Regions from separate parts of the Sus scrofa genome. Here region 1 is linked to region 2. Evidence: chromatin contacts called from public Hi-C data. All regions are on one chromosome and are shown on one strand. Each heading gives the region's core, a stretch centred on a gene start, on an enhancer-like site or on the middle of the called end of the contact. The rest is flanking DNA. Distances are from core to core; before and after follow the strand shown. Region 1 overlaps LOC106509843 (a long non-coding RNA gene). Region 2 overlaps LOC106509841 (a long non-coding RNA gene).

Region 1 (3,943 bases), core at 376-2,875, 250 kb before region 2:
GGTGGAAAAGGTAACTCTCCTAAGCACTTTGACATGGATGCAACAGCTCACATTCCTGCAGTGAGGACCAGTCGCATGGTCCCAGGTGCAAGAGGGGCCGGGAGGCGATGACTTTGCCCATGGAAGGAGAGGGTTGGCTGGAGGGCAGGGATGACTTATCATCCGACCCAGGCCTTGGGCCCCCAACCAGGGCTTCTTATACACCCGGGGGCCCCTGGGGCGTATGTGAAACAAGGTTGGCTGGGCTGCAAGTTGGCCCCGGGGAGAATGTGAAACAAGGCTGGCTGGGCTGCAAGTTGCTCATGATTATGTGGACAAGATGACCAGACATCAGGACTTTTCTCTGATGCAGAGTCTGTGTCAGGCCCCTAAAGAGGGGTCAAGGGTGAAGGCTAGAAGGGATCACATGAGCAAGTCAGCCCTTCCCTTTGAGGGCAATCAGGGAAGGCTTCCTGGTGGCTGAGGCATGAAGGAAGAAAGCCCTCTGAGGAGTTCCCGTCGTGGCGTAGTGGTTAACGAATCCGAGTAGGAACCATGAGGTTGCGGGTTTGTCCCTGCCCTTGCTCAGTGGGTTAATGATCCGGCGTTGCCCTGAGCTGTGGTGTAGGTTGCAGATGCGGCTCGGATCCCGCATTGCTGTGGCTCTGGCATAGGCCGATGGCTGCAGCTCCGATTCGACCCCTAGCCTGGGAACCTACATATGCCGCAGGTCCGGCCCTAGAAATGGCAAAAAGACAAAAAAAAAAAAAAAAAAAGAAAAAAAGAAAAAGAAAGCCCTCTGAGATTCCCAAAAGTGTTCTTGCGTGTGTGGTACTTTGTCATTTCCAAAGCCAATGAGGCAAGCAAGGCAAAGAGAGAGGCAGGGACTGTCAACTCCATTTGATAGGGAAAGAAGGAAAGGACCAGAGTGGCCAAGCTCCTGGCCCAAGGCTGCACAGGAGTTTGGGAGGAGAACACAGATGTTGGCCTCACAGCTCTTGGCTCTTTGTATAAGCTTGATGAGCGTGCTTCTCCCTTGAGGCTGGTCAGGGCTGGGTTCCCAGGTTGGGCTGGGAAACTCTCGTCCAGGGGGGCAGGTCCTCCCTGGGGACTTCTCAGGGCTGGGTGCTCAGCCTTCTCTATAGAACATGTGTTTCCTGTTTTCCTTCCCCCTCTGGCTCAGGACGGAGAACAGGGTTTTCCTGAGCGGAAGAGCCTCAAAGACCTGGCCCACTACCAGCTAGTTCTGGCTGATCCGCCTGCCTGTGGCTCTTGCTACTCAGGATGAGGAACCCCTCACCCACTCACCCAAAGATCCTAGTGGCCATTATCTCTCCTCAAACTCCTGAGACCTGGAATTTGAACCCAGGGCCTTAACTCCCAACTTGGTCTTCTTTGAAAACCCTTTGCTGCTCAGCCAAGCTCCTTGGCAAAACCTGGGACTCGGTAGCCAGGGCTAAGGGGCCAGTCTCTGGGCTCCAGGGCCTGAGTGAGGCAAGCCAGGACTTTGGCCAACCCTGAAGCCCTGGGAGGTTCCGAGCCCATCACCCCCATCATTTCCCACTTGTCCTGGGGTGGAGGCGGGAGCTGGCAGGTGACATCACCCCTCTCCAGCCTGTGTCATGTGAGGCCAGCGTGAGCTGGGGCTCGGTATGTAATTCTGCCCTGAACCACAGAGGCAGCATCTTGTCCTGCTGTCTGGCTCCTTGGGTGGGAGAGATACATGAAATGAAAGAAGAGGAAGGGCGGGGGGGCGGGGTGCATTCCAGTTCTGCAGAACCTTGGACCTTGGCTCTGGCATGAGCAGTAAAGAGGAAAGGCAGGATTTCATAGACGCAAGAACAGAATGGTGGTTGCCATTCTATTGGGGGGGGGGAATGGGGTGAGGAATTTCAATGAGTACACACTTTCAGGTATAAGAGAAGTTCTGGCGTTCCCGTTGTGGCTCAGAGGGTTAAGACTCCCTGGAGATGTGGGTTCGATCCCTGGGCTCGCTCAGTGGTTAAGGATCTGGCATTGCTGCAAGCTGTGGTGTCAGTCACAGATGCGGCTTAGATCAAGGCTGCAGCTCTGATCTGACCCCTAGTCTGGGAACTTCCATATGCTACAGGTGCCCCCCTCGCGTCCCCTGCAAAAAGGTAAGTCCTGAGGATCTATATACAGCATGGTGACTATAGTTCATACAGTAAATAGGGACTTGAATGTTGCAGAGAGTAAATCTTAAGCATTCTCACCACACACAGGAAAGAGTTACCTTATGTTATAGATGGGGTGATGGATGTGTTATTAACCTCGATGTTAATGATTATTCCACAATGTATGTGTATATCAAATCATCACATCATGCACTTTATTTTTTTATTTTTATTTTTTTTTTGTCTTTTTGTTGTTGTTATTGTTGCTATCTCTTGGTTCTTGGGCCGCTCCCGCGGCATATGGAGGTTCCCAGGCTAGGGGTTGAATCGGAGCTGTAGCCACCGGCCTACGCCAGAGCCACAGCAACGCAGGATCCGAGCCGCGTCTGCAACCTACACCACAGCTCATGGCAACGCCGGATCGTTAACCCACTGAGCAAGGACAGGGACTGAACCCGCAATCTCATGGTTCCTAGTCGGATTCGTTAACCACTGCGCCACGACGGGAACTCCACATCATGCACTTTAAATACATACACTTATGTGTCAGTTAGTCCTCAGTAATGTTAAAAGAAAAGGTGGCAGCCAGTGACCGCACCCACCCCCCCCAAGCAGGGGAGAAGGAGACCCCTGTCCTGGACTTGGGAATGGCTCTTAGGAGTCTGTGTGTTCTGTCGGATGAGCTGCTGAGTACAAGAATGTTCTGGGGAAGGGGCAGCAGAGGCGTGTTAGGGTCCTGGAGTCTGTGTAGGTGCTCCTGTGTGAGCCGGGTGCTGGGTGTGTGAGAGGGGAGTTAGGGCCCTGCCCTGGCCCGAAGCCCGGGACAGGCCTAGGACCTGGGGCAGACAATCACCTCTGCTGACCCGGCCTGGGGCTTTGAAGTCCTCCTTCCTCCTGGAGGCTCCAGGCACAGGCAGCCCAGGTTTATTAGTTACAGGTTTATCTGGGGCTAATTTAACTTGTTAAGATAATTGTGCCAGCGGCCGCAGCCCGAGGCCCCCGCCTCGGTAATTACCCTTCTCCTCACCTCTTTCATCTGCGAGGGCTGCCCGCCTTTGCACAGCCCCACTGGGCCCCTCGCTTGCTTGGGTCCTTCCAAGGCTTTGGGAGGGGCCCTGGTGGTGCTTTCACACGGTCTCATGTTTTTGGAAAAGCTTGCAAAAGTGCGTTATTTTGACCACAATCATTGAAGGCTGCTGTTTCTCTTCATCCTGACTGCCCCTCTCACATTTTCCCTCCTGTCAGGTGGGCTCGGAATAACTGTGAGCATTTTTGGGATCCAGCAAGGGAAACTTGAGTTGGGGATGCATTTAGCGTGGGTGAGTGGCGAGTATTGATGTGGGTTGCAGTGTGCACAGATAGCATTTCGTGAATGTGGCTCTTGGTCACTTGGGTGTCCCGTTACCGTTATTAGGGGAGGAGAATTCCAGGAATTCTCCTGCTTCCCGTGGTGTTGACTCACCTGGGGTGATGCAGTGAGAATGCGTCCTATGGCTCTCGGGACGGGAAACCGTGGGAAGGGGTAGAGAAACAAGATTTGAAAGGTACAGAGCCAGAAGCTGGTCTGTGGAAAGTTCTTTCCATCTTCCAGCTCATATAGGAAACGTGTTAAGGATTTAACCCAACTGACAACAGTCTTAAAAGTTCACATGACATTGGTTGAGAAGCTGAAATAAACATTTTAAACTTCTGAGTAACAAAGTGCATAGTTCGATCAACAAGGTTGGAGGAGAGGCCATCCTCTACCCTCTATAGAGAAGACCATGTGATGAAATCACTGCCACATGATGAGGTGGTCATATGACGGAGATGCCTCTTAGGGGCGTCCA
Region 2 (3,717 bases), core at 312-2,811:
TTCCAGGATCAGTCTGAGGGCTTAGGTTTGGGGTGTTTCATTTTCTTCTGTCTTTACCCCCATGTATACCCCATTGGCTCTGCCTGAAAAACACCCTCCCTCCCACCTCCCTGAGTCAGCTCTCAGCATCTGAGCACTACTAGCCAGCCTTGTTCAGGTGAGGAAACTGCAGCTGAGCAAGGCTACATACAGAGGGACAGAGGGATGCGTTTCTATCCATATTTCAACATTCACTTGGGTACCACCTTCCTGGGACTCCCCCGTTCCTGAGCGCCCCTGCCCTCGCCCTGGCCAGTGCCCCCCTCCCCCGGGGACAGGACGAGCAGACCTCTAGCCTAGAGCCCCTGCCCCCTGGAGTGAGTTCTGTTGAGCTTGTTACTTCAGCCCCGGAGCACTGATGTGTGCCCTTCTCCTGTGTCACTGGCCCCGTGAGAGCAGGTGGGCGGGCCCAGGTCTGAGTCACTGCCCAGCTCTGAGCCCGGCAAGCTGGCCGTGCAGGTAACCCTTTGCTGCCTGGGGAAGCTGACCAGAGGAAGGCCGGTCTGGGCCCTCGTCCCACTTTCCGGCCACGTCTCCCCCCTGCACCCCATCCCTGCATTTCTCCCTGTCCAGCTCTTTTCCCAGGAAGAGAGTGGCAAGCCCCTGCCCTGCTCTCAGGATGGGCCTTGCTGATGGGAGGTAGAATCTGTGCCGGGCTGAACATGCGACAGGGGTGGTGCTGGTCCCCCCAGGAGCTCCTCTGGCTTGAGTGGGCCCAGCGTGCACCTGAAGACAGGGAGCCCTGGCTCAGCACCCTGGGTCACTTCTCGGTGGCCACTTCAGTTTGTGCGTCCACTTGGGGGGGAGGGGACTCAGCCATCAGCCCGATGCCATGTTTATTTAAGGGGCACCGAGTTAAAAATAGCCTGAGTGCCCCAAGAGCAGGCAGCAGGCTCGGTGACCTCTGGCTCAGACAGAGAGAGGGATTCCAGGAGCTCTGAGACCTGTCCTCACCTCCGAGCCCTCTGTCGGCTCCCCCTCCCGCAGATAGACTTGTGCCTCTGTCAAGTGTCACACACACCCCAGCGTGGCGGGATGGCACCAGCGACATGTTTCGTGCGCTTCACAGACTGCAGGGTTTTGCGGCAGAGAAGCCTGAACTTTAGACCTGGCAGGGACCCCAAGGGGGGATTACTCTACAACTGCCCCATCAACACCCCCCATTTTGTGGCAGTTGGGGGGGTGGGGTGGCTGGAGTTCGCAGCGTAACGACGGGCTCAAGGTCGTGCAGAGCAAGACGACAGTCCGGGACTCTTGGCTCCCAATTCGGGACGCTGTCCGCCGCGTTACATCACGCCCATCATGTTTTATTACACAACGTTCAAATGTATTTTGTTCTTTCGTCTTACGTTATGTAATGCCAGGTAGGCAGGAATGGGGGTGGGGAGGGGCGTGGGGAAGTCCTTGGATGGAGGAGGTGACAAAAAGGCCATTAAGACGAAAGTACAGCAGTGAGCCTTTATCTTCCCCCACCCAGATCAGGCCCTGGCTCCCCACCTGAGTCCGCTCCCCTCCGTCAGGTGTAGTGGGTGCGGCTCAGCACCCAGTGCCCTAATTAGCACCTGTTGACAGTTTCTGGTTTGTGTGTTATCACCTTGGGTCCTCTTATCTTTATCAGAGCCAAAGGTTGATTGGAGCATTCTGGCTCAAGCTCAAAGCAACTTCACTCTGATTCCACGAAGCATTTATAACCGCTGTGAATAACAGCCCTCTTTCCTCAAGATAGCAGCCGGACCTGTCCGAGAGATGCCCTGTGGAGTCTTTGGGGGGGGTTGTTTGTTTGTTTTGCTTTTTAGGGCCGCAGCCACGGCACATGGAGGTTCCCAAGCTAGGGATCGAATCAGAGTTGTAGCTGCCAGCCTATGCCACAGCCACAGCAACGAAGGATCTAAGCCTCATCTGTGACCCACACCACAGCTCACAGCAACGCCGGATCCTTAACCCACTGAGCGAGGCCAGGGATCGAACCTACCACCTCATGGTTCCTAGTTGGTTTCATTTCTGCTGCACAACAACGGGAACTCATGGAGTCTTTGGTTTGATCCCCACCATGTCCACCGAGACGGGAGTGCAGAGCCCTCCCCACAGCTGGGAGAGGACGTGATGCCAGTCCTGACCCCCAGTCTCGGGCACCCCACAGTGATGCCCCAGGCACCGGAACCTGCCAGAACCCCCTACCAGGGGCTACAGCCCCTGCTCCTCCAGCCTGTCTGCCAGGACAAAGTTCCTGGGCCTTATCAGCCCAAGAGGTAGAATATTAATCTGGCCATCTCTGCCCCAGCCCTGCCCCCTTACAGCCAGCCTCCCCACTACAGGTGGGCAGGGTGTGTACCCACAAGGACAGGGTAAGAAGGCTGTGGGAAGGGACCTACATGTGGCCCACAGCCATGTGAGAGAAATGGCTTCTTGGTGTCTTCCTGGTATTAACCTCAAGGCCAGGCCCTCAGGTCCCTCCCAGCTCCCTCTGTCCTGGGGGAGATGTTTTCTCTGAGGAGTGACCCAAACCTTTCCTGACACCTGACGTTCCCACCTGGACCCCCTGGGTCTGGTGCTGCCAGAGAGGCCCAGGGTCCTACTCCCAGCTCTGCCACTGGGCGTGTCGCTGTGCATCAGACCTCAACTGCCTCACCTGTAAAATGGGAATCTTTGACTTGCCCTAGAATACCCACCTTCCCACTGAGACTTGGTACCTAAGGCTGGGTGACCACCCCACCCCCATGCCTAGACCCACCTGGAACAGGATCCAGGACCCTGGAGGTAGCTCTTTTGTGTCTTGAACCTCACTGAGTCCCATTTTCGGCCACCCAAACCCCTTTAGCTCCTGAACCAAGGCTCCAGGGACCACCTTTTGAGGATGTCCCCAGAGATCTCAGACAGGGATTGGTCCCTGCCAGCAGCCGTGTGTGTGTGTGTGTGTGTGTGTGTGTGTGTGTGTGTGTGTGTGTTGGTCCCTGCCAGCAGCCGTGTGTGTGTGTGTGTGTGTGTGTGTGTGTGTGTGTGTTGGTCCCTGCCAGCAGCCGTGTGTGTGTGTGTGTGTGTGTGTGTGTGTGTGTGTGTGTACACCCACCCTCCTGACGCATTGTCTGGAGGGGGCATTGTCCGGAGGGCCGGGCGGTTGCCTTTATGGCAAGGCATAAAAGGTAATCATTGACCGCATCAATGCCGCCCTGCGTGTCAGTGCCCGCCCAGCCTCGACCCTGCCAGGCCCTGGATTACTTTACAGTCACATAAAAGAAGCCTCCAGACTGGCCCCTTGGGGACTTTGGCCCCCAAGCGGGGAACGGGAGGGAGCCGTTCCCTGGAGACAGGCTTTTCTTATAATATTTACTGAACAGAAAGAGCTCCTTCCTTTTATCAAACACCACTGGGACTGTCTCAGCCCGGCCTGCCCAAGCCCCAGAGTCCCCATCAATAGGGGCCACCCTTCTCCCCTCCTTCCTCCACCTCTGCCATCGGGACCCACCAGCAGCCCGGATGTCCCCAAGCTGGGTCTCAGGATGCATCTTGCAGGCCTCGTTTCCTTTACAGTTTTATTTCATCCAGCCTGCACAACCCCATGGGGTAGGAAGGGAGATCATTTCCATTTTACAGATAGGAACACTTGGACTCAGAGAGGTCTAGTACCTTTCCTGAGTCGCACAGCCAGTAAAGGGCAAACCTCTCCTGCATGCAGTAGTC

The links. A called contact is a pair of places that touch in the nucleus more often than the background predicts.
Region 1: a contact with region 2 is called in a Hi-C map of heart right ventricle, with 2.1 times the contacts expected there. The contact joins two enhancer-like sites. A contact is called at or near these places in 4 of 47 Hi-C or Micro-C datasets (embryonic fibroblasts, heart right ventricle and skeletal muscle) and 1 of 2 datasets of contacts at active chromatin or transcription factors (skeletal muscle).

What each region holds. Positions count from the first base shown.
Region 1 is chr3:97,501,368-97,505,310 of Sscrofa11.1, reverse strand. The region is part of intron 3 of LOC106509843 (a long non-coding RNA gene); the gene reads left to right. Among named protein-coding and RNA genes, the nearest start is that of TRNAI-UAU, 64 kb to the left of the region's middle. Within about 2 kb of position 1,625, at least 20 of the 83 cell types and tissues checked have an H3K27ac peak or open chromatin away from gene starts, as enhancers often do. A contact at or near this core is called in skeletal muscle, where this site is marked.
Region 2 is chr3:97,256,420-97,260,136 of Sscrofa11.1, reverse strand. The region is part of intron 2 of LOC106509841 (a long non-coding RNA gene); the gene reads right to left. Among named protein-coding and RNA genes, the nearest start is that of ZFP36L2, 58 kb to the right of the region's middle. Within about 2 kb of position 1,561, at least 26 of the 83 cell types and tissues checked have an H3K27ac peak or open chromatin away from gene starts, as enhancers often do. A contact at or near this core is called in skeletal muscle, where this site is marked.